Linked DNA regions of Danio rerio: region 1 is linked to region 2. A link is a contact called in public HiChIP or PLAC-seq data. All regions are on one chromosome and are shown on one strand. The core of a region is the stretch at or near the end of the contact, and the rest is flanking DNA. Distances in the headings are between cores, read along the strand shown.

Region 1 (6,872 bases), core at 341-2,840, 180 kb after region 2:
CACTTCCTGGATGTACAAGTGGCTCAAACTTGCTCATTTTGAGGCAGGAACCAGCGGATGTGCAACAACTTTAACTATGAGGTAAACACAAAACAAAACTTTCCATCTGGAGCTACTTCACAGGACTCCACACTTGTAAACAATCGCACCATCGGGGTCGCGCTATTCGCGCTGCTCTTGGTCCCGCCCAGACTCGTCAGCGCTTCCAAGCCGACCAATCACAGAGCTTGCGCTACGCGTCGTTGCGACGTGTAGTTACATTTTTTGAGAGGTGAACGTCAGCGACGCCGATGGCCAAGGCGTAGGGCTATGCGTCCACACTGTTGCATACGCGTGCGTTTGACACAGAAGTATAAATCAGCCTTAAGGAATAACTGGCTATTTAAAATAATTTTGCATTAAAAATGCTTAGATATCAGTAAAGGTGTCTGCAAATGCTTTTGCAAAGCATCAAATCACCATCATATTAACTGTCACAACATGTGCATGACTGCATAAATTATCATTTCTCAAAAAACAGTCGAATAGTGTGCATGTCTATTATCATACACAAATTGTACTAAAGTTGGTACCTTAAAATACTACAAGTTTTGTATCCATATTAATGTTTTCTTCCAACACCTTGGGGAGAACAACCCTGTGATAGTCTTTGTACTTTTATCTCGGAGTGCAGATGGCACAAGTTTTATTTATAAATCTTTTAAAAACTATTTTACTATATTTTATAAGTATATATAACTAATATTTCAAGTAAATATCAGAATTCGGTACATACTTTCAGTATTACCTTTCCTTGAATGACACAATATAACACTGTTTATATGAAATTTGGCTGCTCCCGAGCAGGTTTGAGCCACCAGACCTGTTGCTTTGACAACAACTCAGATCAGTTTTAAAAGATGAAACGATCCTGGATCGTGTCAAATCGTTAATAACCCAATCCAGCTATTTGAGTAATCCATATACGAAGAACAGACCCCTGGTTACGGAACAAAATAACGTGCTCACAACATCCAATCACATAAGAAAAACAAATAGCAATATGGTGTTTACGACATCACAGAGAACACAGCACTTAAAGGCTTAAAAGCACAAGCTGTTTCTTGACTTGAGGAAGTAACCAACTGGGCCAGTAACGATCCTGTTTACTGTCCCGAGCGTCTTTCACGCTTAGGCAATCCTTATTGTTGAGCTCTGAATACTGATCATAATTTAATTTAAAAAAAACTTTTGGAAGAGAAAAACTCTTCTTTTTCCATTAAATGTCATCTCTATTTGCATAATGACGAAAGCCCTTACACAGACATCATCAAAAATAGGAAAAGTCATTTGCCATATTAGATGTGCTCTATGTTTGTGTGTTCATTAGGGTTTTCAAGAGAAAACAAGACAGAAAATGAAAAAGTCAAACAAAACTGGAAAGCTACAAGTACATCAAGACATCATCATCCTAGGTATATAGTCATATATACTGTATATATATTGTTCAAGAAGCAATCAACTCTCTCCGGATTACTTTGATTTATACGACTAACTTTTAACAACTACCCTGTATATAGTATAAAAATGCAGATTCCTTAGACCATAAATGAATGGACAATCTTCAATTGTGCTTCAAATATGAGTACAAGTTTAATAGGTTTGGAATGATATGAGAGTGAGTAACTGATGACAGAATGTTCATTTCTGAGTGAGAGATCCCTTTAAAGACAGGGATCCAAAATGAATAATCATCTGTTCCATCAATTTACAATATTGCGGGCAATTTGAAATGACTAATGAGAAAGTATGCTAAAATCCATCCAGTGGAGAAAGATAGAGGGAGGGAGATAAAAAAACAGAGCACTACAGAGGGGCGTGACAACTTCCAGCAGTGCAAAAAAAAGCAGATTTCTGAAAAAGAAAAAGAAAAAAAACAGCAAAGATGGCTTTATTGGATAGCACCGATTCTGTCAGCTTTGTGTTCCTTCCCTGCTATTTTGGTACGACAGAGAACATTACAGAGCCTGACGGAAGATTTGAAGCACGCACAGCAGGAGGTGATACGGTGAGCATGCACATGCTTTCATAAGCAGAAAAATCTAAATGTCAAGCTTTGTGGCATACGTCTCTGCAGACAACGGGCATGAAAGTGGCAGCGCTATGAGGAAGCAAATATCGTACCCATTCCTCTTTCTATTGCAGACAGATGGTCGAAGAACTTCCCATTTAGCAGCGAAAACAGAACTAACCCAAAACATCTAGCTTCTTTCACCATATTCTGTATAGTTTCAATGTATCACAAATGTGACTCATTTTATCCTCACTGCTGCATTTTATAGTGCGCTATAAAACTATTATTCGGTCATCATTAACATCTCCCCCTCATAATGCTCTAAAGAACCTTTTTACTTCCAGATAACACAAAACCAGATATTGACATCATAACAGGCTCAGTCTCATAACGGCATATACTTTGTAATGGACTGAAAGTTTATTACAAAGGGAACTGATTCAGAGGCATTGAGAATCGAGAGTGAAAAAATTGGGAATCAACTCCTCTTTAAAAGTCTTTTAAAAATAGTTAATTTGACAATATAATCAAAAGTCAAATATCTCACTGCAACTGCAAATATTCGCTCTAGAACAGTTTGCATGAACTGGTTTAAATAACAATTTCAGCAGTTCTTTTATATCAAGGTGGTCTTAACTCTGTCTTGGAGGGCCACTGTCCTGAAGAGTTTAGCTCCATTTCCTGGCAAGCCAATGAAGGTCTTACTAGAAGCTTCCAAGTAGGTTTGTTTACACAAGTTGAAGCTAATCTCTGCAGGACAAGAGCTTTCCAGGAGGACTGAGTTTAAACTCCCGTTTTACATCGTTGCATAATTTAGGCATAAGGTTAATATTCTACTTAACATTTGTGCACATGCCTCTTACACACAACTTGTTTGCATTCAATGAATCCCAGCAGGCACAAGACGTCAACATGACATCAGACTGGTGTTGAATGCTAGGGTCGCGGGATGTTGCATTTTGTTTGGAAATGAAAATCAAGTTGACATTAGAACCCGTCGTCAGGCCACTGTCAATGTCCAACGTCGGACAGGTGTTGCATTTTAGTTACTTTTCAATGAAACCAAAAAACAACCAAATATCAATGTCTAATGATGTTACAGCTTGACATTGTGTGTTACCAATATGATGCCTATCAAATGTTGGACTTCGGTTGCCATACCTGACGAATAAATGTCAGTATTTGACGTCAATATGATGTTGGTTTAAGAGGTTAGCTAGACGTTAGATTTGTCACTTTTTAACACAACGTAAAATCAACAAAATATCAACGTCATTATTGGAGGTCAGAATAACATTGTCCTTAGACGCTGGCAACCTAAATACAACCTAATATTAACATCATATTGCATTGTGTGTCTGCTGGGATGTTCTTGATCAAGCTTCTTATTGTATCTTATTTAATACAGGCAGGGTTTGACAAAAAAAGAATCCAAAATATTCAACAGCTGCGGGAAACAGACTCTCAGCAATAGAAATCTGAATATATTCCAAAAAGCCCTAAAAGTACATCAAACACTGAGAATCTGTGGAAAGTCAATCTTCCTGATTGAGTTCATGAACGTGACCATAATCATATTTTTCTGCATATTTTGCAACATATAGAATACACACGCATTATTGCACTTCCTCCCTCCCTACTATATATAAACAGTGTCATCCAACATATGAGTTTGCATTTGCACAAATGTCATTATGCCACATAAGGTTTGTGCTATATTGTGAATATGCTCAGGACAGTTTATTGAGGTTGTAAATTAAAGACAGTTGTAAATAAAGATCAGTTTTATATTCGCTTCATTAGACTTCATTATATATATATATATATATATATATATATATATATATATATATATATATATATATATATATATATATATATATATAGATATATATCTCCTGGAGCAATGGGTATTCATTTTGTTTTGCCTGTAGACTAATTGAGGTAGAGTTTGTTTTATATTCGCACATTCATTCAGTAACAAATTGTGACTTGCTTCCTACATTGTTTACCATGGTTCTTTGAATATTCAGCCTAAAATCATGTAAATGTGACTTCAAAACAACATCAGCACTATTTATTTGACTGTGTGAACACTGCTGTACTTTGATAGTCGTTGGCCGCTATTAATGATTTCACTATTTGAAATTTGCAAAGAATACTTTTTGAAAACAAAATTATTTGTGTTGTTAAGGAGAAAGTCAGAATGTGTAAATAAAAAACAACTTTACTTAAATTTTAGCCCATATGTTGTGTTTTGGATTCTCAAAGTTTCATTAATTAGAGGACATTTTCATCTAAAAATCAAACTTAATGTTGTTTTGAATAACAATATACCTACATTTTTAATCACCCTAGGAAGTTAATTAACAGCAAACTTTCATTGGTGGGTGAACTGTGACTTTAGCAGTTTTCAGGTCAGCTGAATACAGATTCTGCTCAGTATTCAGGTACTCAAAATGCAAGTTTAGCTATACCCAAATGACCTTAAACAGTATTTCAAGCAGTTAATCCATGCAGGAAATTACTTATACACAGGCATCTGTTGCTTTTGTTTGTAGAATGAAGTGACCCACTTTAAATGCTTTGTGATATAATAGCATGGTGCATACAGCCCTCTCAACATGCCATACATGCCTGTATAATCAAGCATATAATATGATTGCAATTTTAAACATCCACACAGTCTTTGCCAATGTAAAAAATATACACAGTATGAATAAAGTCGACACAATTCAGTGGAACAACACAGCTAGTGCAGCTTGGCGAGCCTTTGCATGAAGGACCTGCTGCAAAAGCTCTCAATGACACATTGCTCATTCAGGTGAGAGAACAATACCGCGCATTTTATTACGCAGCTGCCGCATACCGGGCTTTATTACCCGGTATGTGGTTTCGATCAAACTCAACGGGCGGCTTTAACAGTTAAGTAGCACACCGCATCTGAGCGCTGAGAGACGCGCCTATTCACAGCTCCACATCTGTCAAGACGCTATCAATGCGACTACCTGTCAAGCCGAGCAATTGTATTGTCACGTAAACAGAGAGCGCCAATACCTGTTGACTCCTCCTACCGCCGTGCTGGTTGCTGGAAGTTCTAGCCCGAGATGCTTTAATTTCTCCGCCGAATGTCGTTCTTCTCCGCCGGGCGAGCCTGCGGAGGAATTTGGCTTCAGCGGGTGGTGAGTGCCCGCTCCTACAGTTCACCGACGCAAGGATCCCGCTGTAGTCTACATTCGCAGGGCGGCAGAGCAATGATGCACCGCACGGCACAGACGAGCAGCCATTGCGGTCACGTGTGAGCTGGTGAAACCGAACACCGGCCAGCCTCCGCCGCGTCTCCTCCCATTCTCCCCTTCCGCGGTGTCACTTCAGGGCACGATACGGCTCATCATAAGCTCAGCTGCTGCGAGCCTTTATGTAACCACAGCGCGCTATGCAGGAAGTTTGGTGCGTTTGCATTAGGGCAAGGCTGCGTTTCAGGTCTCTTCTGCCTAAAACATCTTTAGAAGTTCTGAATCGGATAGCACTGTGAAAATTAAAAGGAGAGGTACTATATTTAAGAAAATATAAGAGGTTCCTCGAACCCAGGGTTGGTTAGAAACAGTGAAAATGAGATGACAAGAAGAAACCACCAAGCATTCTGCACTGGAAGTAAATAAAAACCATGGCGCAATAAAATCTTTAAAACTGCGTTGTTGGTTTGGCTATGAATGTATGGTGATAAAAATGCAGCAAAACAATAATCAGCCAATTGGTGTACATGTAAATGTAGTCAAAGAAGCTGTCTACACCCAAACGCCCAATGCAGCAATGCAATACATTTGGTTTATTGACATGAAAATGTCATAAATAAATTGTGTCACACAGTCAATGCATTGCTATAGTTTTAATTTTTATTAAAAATAAGATACTAGTATTTACAAAAACATGTAAATTGGTGTGCGAATTATACATTGACAATCAGAGGGTCAACTTTTTCAGTTATGTTAGTTTGTGTAATACATGCCTCAGTGAATAATTCATTCATTTTCTTTTCAGCTTAATCGCTTTATTAATCTGGGGTCGCCACAGCAGAATGAACCGCCGACTTATCCAGCATATGTTTTATGCAGCAGATGCCCTTCCAGCCACAACCCAACACTGGGAAACACCTACACACTCTTGCACACACTCGCATACTACACTGTGGCCAATTTAGTTTATTCAATTCACCTATAGTCTTTGGACTTGTGGGGGAAACCGAAGCACACAGAGGAAACCCATGCCAACACGGGAAGAACATGCAAACTCCGCACAGAAATGCTAACTGACCCAGTTGGGGCTTAAACCAGCAAACTTTTTGCTCTGAGGCAATTTGCTACTAAATACGCCACCTTTCTGCCCCTTCAGTGAAACAAGTTTATGTATTTATTTACATTTTATCTTATTTGTTAATAAAATGTTTTTTATGTTTTCAGTGTTTTGTGGGATAGGCTATTTGGTGTATTCTAACCTGATTAGCTATTTTGGCTTACTTTAGGGCCAACCAAGCATCTAATTTGACTTTATTTTTAGGCTATATAGAAACAAACATCTTTTTTATGAGAAACCGGTTTTGTGAACTCTTATCGGTACTCCTATCGTTGTCTAAATCTGCCTGTTTTAGACTTTTTTCTCATGTTTATCTATAGATGAATTGGCATAATTATGCATTCCCTATGGTATTAACTGTTAAAGGGGTCATTAAATTAATATCTAATATTTTAATTATAAACATTATAATTTAAAATACAGATCAGAGTGAACTTTTTCTCAGGTTCAAAGGGACCCCTCATAC
Region 2 (6,507 bases), core at 424-2,923:
TTGCAGTTGTTACATACTTTGTATGTGCTGTACTGAAATATGGCCACACATTTTTTTTACACAGTTTACAAGAAATATGAAGCATTCGCTTCATCCTGTCCCAAAAAAAAAAGGAATGCGTGAAATCTGGCCAACGGTACCCTTTGTACAGCCGACTGCCGTCTCACCTGAAGAGCTGATTCACTGATAACAAACCCATGACAAATGTCACACCAATCCACAATCAAAAGGCCTCTTTTTCTCAACCTGCTTCACTCTCTGCTCTGTGCCGCCACTGCTCAGGTCTGAAAGCCACAGGAATGAGGCTCAATATCATCACAAGGTGTGAAGAATGCTCTGGCAACAAAGGGGCATCTGGGTAATTCCACTGGATTACGGGCCGCAGCGGTGGGCCATTAAAAGAAAAGGGAACAGATACTCTGAGCAATGGCTGCTGAAAATGCTAGTGTTCATTTAATTTCAAAATATTGTTGTTTCATTACCATGAGACATTTTTTTCCAGCAGCCTATTTTACACGGTTTCTGAAAGAATCTACAAAACACCCATGTGACGACTCTTTGATCTGGTGCATCTTCTAATCAAGATGTGGCTTAATTCTGAAAAACATGTCATGGTACCAAAAACGTTTCACACTATTTTGTCACAGTATTATTGCTTAAAAAATGCACCCAGGGGCAGCACTGTGGCTCAGTGGTTAGCACTGTGGCCTCACAGCAAGAAGGTTGCTTGTTCGAGCCCTGACTTTTCTGTGTGGGGTTTGCATGTTCTCCCCATGTTTGCATGGGTTTCCACCACAGTCCAAAGACATGCAGTAAATTGGATAAACTAAATTGGCCCGTGTATGTGTGTGAATGCTAGTGAATAGCTGTTTCCCACTGCAGTGTTGCAGCTGGAAGGGCATTCACTGCATAAAAACATGCTGGATAAGTTTGTGGTTCATTCCACTGTGGTGACCACTGATAAATAAAGAGACTAATCCGAAGGGAAATGAATGAATGATTAAATGCAGCCTTGGTAAAGAAAGGGACAAAAAAATAAAAAGTTGATCCCCAAAATTGTAAGGGTAGCAAAATCGCTATGTAAAAATGATGTTGTTATTGTAAAAATGTAAGCATTGCTGGTTTTACTTCCTTTCCAACATTGTTGATATTATTGACAGTGGCAGATGTAGCTTGCATTAACACTGCACCGACCCCATTATTTAACAAAGCAATTTCATCTCATCTGTTTACCTTTCTCAACATGTAACTGTTACTACATTACTACATACTACAGCAGAGAGACTATTTAGGAATTGGTGGATGCTCTACACATGATCGACACTGAAAAAAAATCTATGAGTGCACAAAAGCAAATCACCCATCGATCAGATGTCATTTGGGAAGCAAAATCAATTGCTATTTGGTATAAGAAAGTGTTGTTGCTTCTATCAGCCTTTATTAACAGCAAGAACAAAAAAGACTTATCCAGATTCAAACTTGGAAGAAAATTCTTGTCCGAGATGCAGGAATAGGATTAAAAAAAATGCATATGTGAAAGAGCTAGAGGACATTATGGACACAGGGCTGATCTGTGATCCTAATCTCTCACTGGGCATCATCTGACCTCTGTGTACCACAATATGACCCAGCCCTGACCTGCTGGGGAGATCCTGTGAACCGAATGTAGCAGGAAGGAAATGGTTTGATGTCTGCTGTGGCTCCCATTGGCAGAGCACTAAGCCTCTTTAGTGTCTCCACTAATCCTGGACATGAGCACAAACCCCCAGGCGCACTGAGACAACGGAGGAGCCTGTGTGTGTTGGTGTTTGTGTGAAGTGTGCACTCCATTTCCACTGGATTTGGAGAAAAGAGAGCATTAGATCAAAATAGGGCCGCCTGTCTGTTTGGTGTGACTAAAAGCGGCTGTGCGTAAGATTAAAGTTATTGTACTCTGTTAGGTGTGAAGATTTAGTGAGCTGCCTTCCTAAGGAATAAAATAGTCTCATGTATACTGCAGGTCTTGATGAACAATATATTACTCTTTTTTTTTTATTTTTAAATAAAGTAATTATTCAGTTTCCTATTAAAAGCAATCCCTATTCATTATACACTAGCAAACCAGCATAACATATTGACCCATAAAATCTTAGGCTGAAAAATAGGTTAAAAATGGTATGATTTGCAATTGGTGCAGACAAAATGAGAATACAAGCCACAACTTGATCTTTAAAGGTCAGAAAAAACAATGCTTCAACATGACTCTGGTGGCTTTAACCTTCGTCCTCCACTGTGCCTTTGAAAAGCATCATATGAACATGGCTGGCATCCAGCCGAGTTGACATCATTCACCACCAATGACAGAGGACGTCATTCACCGTACCCACTCACATGCATGGCAGACACAAATAAAAGTATACGATTCATATCGAATTAATTTCCACAGTAAAAATTAGGCCTGAAACCAACTGAGAATAACTAAATCTGTGTGCCTTTGTTCTTGATTACACATTAGTGGGTCATATCTGATCTGTGCCACATGGGAGGGGAGGAAAAGAGAAAAAAAAAACTGAAGTGAGATACTAAAATTGGACCACTTGAACCATGTAAATGTAGCATTTACAATGTTTCCCCATTGTGAAGCTTGTCCTATATTGCATTGCAACAAGCTCAGTGGAGAAAATCTGGGAACAACAGTAGCGGCATATAAAAAGTCAAATCTACAACTTTGATGAATGCTATACATGCAAAAAATCGATTCGACTCTACACACAATCTTAATTCTGCTTTTCTACGATTCTGCCAATTATATTATCAAGGTTTTGAAAGAAGTGTAACAGCATATATACAATAATGAATACAATAAATAGAGTGAAAATAAATACCTTTTAGGACCTTTACCTATATTTTAGTACTTTATAACCGCTTTAGGTTTCAACCGGAAACACTGGCAAGATTTTAACTAACAGTTTATTTACTAAATATTAATTTAAGGCACTAATCCAAAACTAAAACGTTATACTGAAAAAAGTCTATTAAATCTAGCTGATTCAGCAGGTGGTGGCTATAGAAATACAGAAATAATGGAGTTGCCTTGGTTACTGCAATAAACAAAGCAAAGCAAGCAAATCTAGCAAGATTTTATTTATTTTATAAACTAAACATCATCCTGATATTAACAGAATTCAGGTTAACTTTAACATTCAACCATACATTGCATAATCAAAAATGATATCGAATTAAATATCTTGCAAAATGGCATTTAAGACTTTAAGGGCCTTAACAATCTCTACATTGATTTATCAACTTTTAAAACTTTAAGACCCTGTGTACACCGTGTTAAAGCGGTTGCACAAGTCTTCATGTTTCATAATCGTTGCTCAGAAACATGGATACCTCCAAATGGTGTAGAAAGTGTCACATGCTGTTTAATAAGGCATAATTCACCCCAAAATGTAATTTCTATCTTAATGTAAAAAGATATTTGTGGCCACAAAATCACACATGAGCTGACGCATTGTTTGTTTACTACCAAGACAACGCGTGTGTGTTCGACAGGGATGTCTAATTTAGTGAACAGAGCATGCATAAGCTGTGAACAACAGGTAATAAAGTTCTAAAATAACATTCAGTTTGGGAACTGGGAATAACGTTCAAGAGGGAATCTGAAGATGACAATGTTTCATTTTGAAATAAAATAGTCTAATTATGTTGTCAACGACAAATGGCAAGCATATGTCTCAAACATTATTATTCAACTTCAGAATTATGAAGAGTTGTATTTTGATGCTATCACTTTACTGTGAATTAGTAACCAAGACACAGTCTATACAAAATTTAGGGTTTTAACCAACAGTAGACCTACACGTAGGCCTAAAATTATAATTGTTGTTGTTTTACCATATGTTTGAGAAATCAGAATATTACTATAACTTTTATTTTACATCTACAGAATCGAGAGAAGATTGTGATCTGGATTTTAAGCAAAACAAAAAATAGTGATACTCATTGTATTCTACCGAGAAGCTACCAAACATTAACATTTGATGGTGTCGTATCTAATACTGACTAATTGAACCTTTAATCTGCTGCCCACAACATGGATGTGATAAATGTGGAGTATATGCTGTAGATGTTATTGTTAACTATTCCTCAATCAAATTGAATCAAACCGTTAGGCTCAATTAAGTGATTCATAGGTTTCAAAGGTAACAGTCGGTGGAGCTACCACTTGAGCAAAAAGAGCATCAACAATCTTTACAAATGTGCAAAAAAGTTTTTAACTTCAGGACATATATCCCAAACGCTGCCTCCTCCTTTTGTTCATCTGAAAGCAGACAGGCTGTAGGGGCGAGAGCAGGAGAGTGATGGGTGCTTTTTGAAGGAAAAGACAAGCGCTGATATGTCCTCCCACCGTTCAAAGGCAGCGAGAAAGGGAGAAGATAGCACATGCAAATTTAATGAAGTCATGTTTATTTCTCGGCGAGCTGTAGCGTGTGTATGTGCGCACGTGCACACTCTCCACCCACGCTTCCCTGCGGCGGCGCTCGGATAAGGGGGCTTTGTAACTATCATAGTTCAACTCCAAACCCCTGTGCTTCTCTTTCTCTGGGAGACACAGGGTAGATCATACACTGTATACACAACCAGTTTTCAATTATTAAGTAGCACAGAAATAAAAGACTCGAGTTCACCGCTGTGCCAATGGGGGCTTTTTTTCCCCCCACAGAGAAAATGTCAGTGCTGGAGGTTGTCAACGGTGGCAATGCCAGAAAACACCCAAGGGGACTGAATATGAACTAGGCATGAATCCCAAATGTGTACCATGAGCCATTCTTTCGTATGAGGATGCACCAGTATTATATTAAACGGTTATTAAATGAGTGCTTTTACAGCTAGACTTCAAGAGCATGCAAGATGACATCCCTTTAATACACTTCAGTAATCTAATTTAAAAAAAGGAAACGAGTATGAACAACTTAAAGGTTAATATATGACATCAATCAAAATGGAAAATATGCACACTAAATTAAGTACATACACACAAGACCATAGTATTAAATACCAAAGTCTATTTTTGTTGATCCAGTTGTACCAGCTGAACAACATGGAATTTGCAGAGAGTTCAATTAACCTACCAATATACTACTGAAACCAATTGCTATCATATCAGAGACGGAATTTTTGAAGCACCTGGAAATATTGTACCACTGGCTCAGGATAATACATTTCACATAATAAGCAGCAGACATTCCAAAGGTAGAAAACGCATCCATCCAGATTATTTTATAGCGCTCACCTGGTCAAATGCATTCATTTCGGCTCAAATAGCTTTTGCTATTTAATCCTTTATAGTGTTTTTAATAATATTCGGATTGCTGCATTGGCAGTGGTGTTCATTACAGCAATGCCTATAGACTTAACAGGTGATTTATTTTCAATCATACATATTCAAATGTTAATCTGGCCTACAACATTGATGATTCAGTGACTATTTATAGGCCTTTTGTTTGTTAACTCTGACTTTCTAAAATTTTCATCAAACATCTGTTTACTCTGAACATGTATAGATAATGATACACAAAGCATTTTTTGTTATTATTATTCATAATAAAGTAGGCTTTTTTGCAACTTCAGTCAATATCATGATAATCTGCTTGTTATGTAATACTGTTTGGAATGGAATTTGTTTTTTTTTTCTTTCAGCACCACTTGTCCTCTTCTCCTGTGGGATTTAATGTTTTTGGAATATTTTCATTTATTTTTATGTTTTCTATATAATTCTTCTTTACTATTACTATTTTCTGTTTATGTTAGATTTTGTATAATGAATGATTCTTTTATTTATTTTTATTTTTTTGCTGCATGGTTCTTTTCATCTAGTATTACACAAAATGGTCACAGTATAAAGGTTACATATTTCAGTCTCTAGATTAACAACGAGAAGTCATAACAGTATGGAATATGGTTTCTGGGTCTAAGCCACTACTCATTTGAATTGAGAAAATATTAATTTATGAACACTTTCTGGTCATATCATACATTAAAGTGAACTATATAAAATCATGGTGCATGGGATGCAGTAAGGACAGAGACTGTTGTGTACAACAATATTTTAACAATTTATTGAAAATGTATCAATTTCTGGCCATTGGATACTAGGCATATATTGAGGCCCGTTGAGGGGTGTCAGGGGTGGAGTGAGCGACGTATCTGAGTAGGGGCGAGAGGGGTGTGCAATGTATTTAATGACCGGTTTGCAAGAAATTATCATTCATTTGCGGGCATTTGGGAGTCTCTGTGCACTTGCGGGATACTCCTAGTCTTAGCAACTGGATGAATGTAAAGGAGGATTAAGCAAAATTGTTTCTACTCTATAACTAATGTTTTTAACTCACAGCAATAAAACTTTACAATGAGTGCAACAGTTTGTATTCTATGGTTTATTATTATAATTTTTCATTTTCCATATCTGCAATTCCTGTATTTTGGCATTTTTTTGCAGTCCACTTAGAATCCAACATGTAA

The links. HiChIP or PLAC-seq counts read pairs in DNA pulled down with a chosen protein or histone mark.
Region 1: a contact with region 2 is called in an H3K4me3 HiChIP or PLAC-seq map of embryo, with 5 times the contacts expected there. The contact joins two enhancer-like sites. A contact is called at or near these places in 1 of 18 Hi-C or Micro-C datasets (caudal fin) and 2 of 4 datasets of contacts at active chromatin or transcription factors (caudal fin and embryo).

Annotation. Positions count from the first base shown.
Region 1 is chr3:32,063,646-32,070,517 of GRCz12tu, forward strand. It overlaps a transcript of rarab not described here. Among named protein-coding and RNA genes, the nearest start is that of hspb9, 43 kb to the right of the region's middle. Within about 2 kb of position 1,591, at least 4 of the 62 cell types and tissues checked have an H3K27ac peak or open chromatin away from gene starts, as enhancers often do.
Region 2 is chr3:31,885,363-31,891,869 of GRCz12tu, forward strand. The region is part of intron 2 of rarab (retinoic acid receptor, alpha b); the gene reads right to left. Among named protein-coding and RNA genes, the nearest start is that of rarab, 33 kb to the right of the region's middle. Within about 2 kb of position 1,674, at least 10 of the 62 cell types and tissues checked have an H3K27ac peak or open chromatin away from gene starts, as enhancers often do.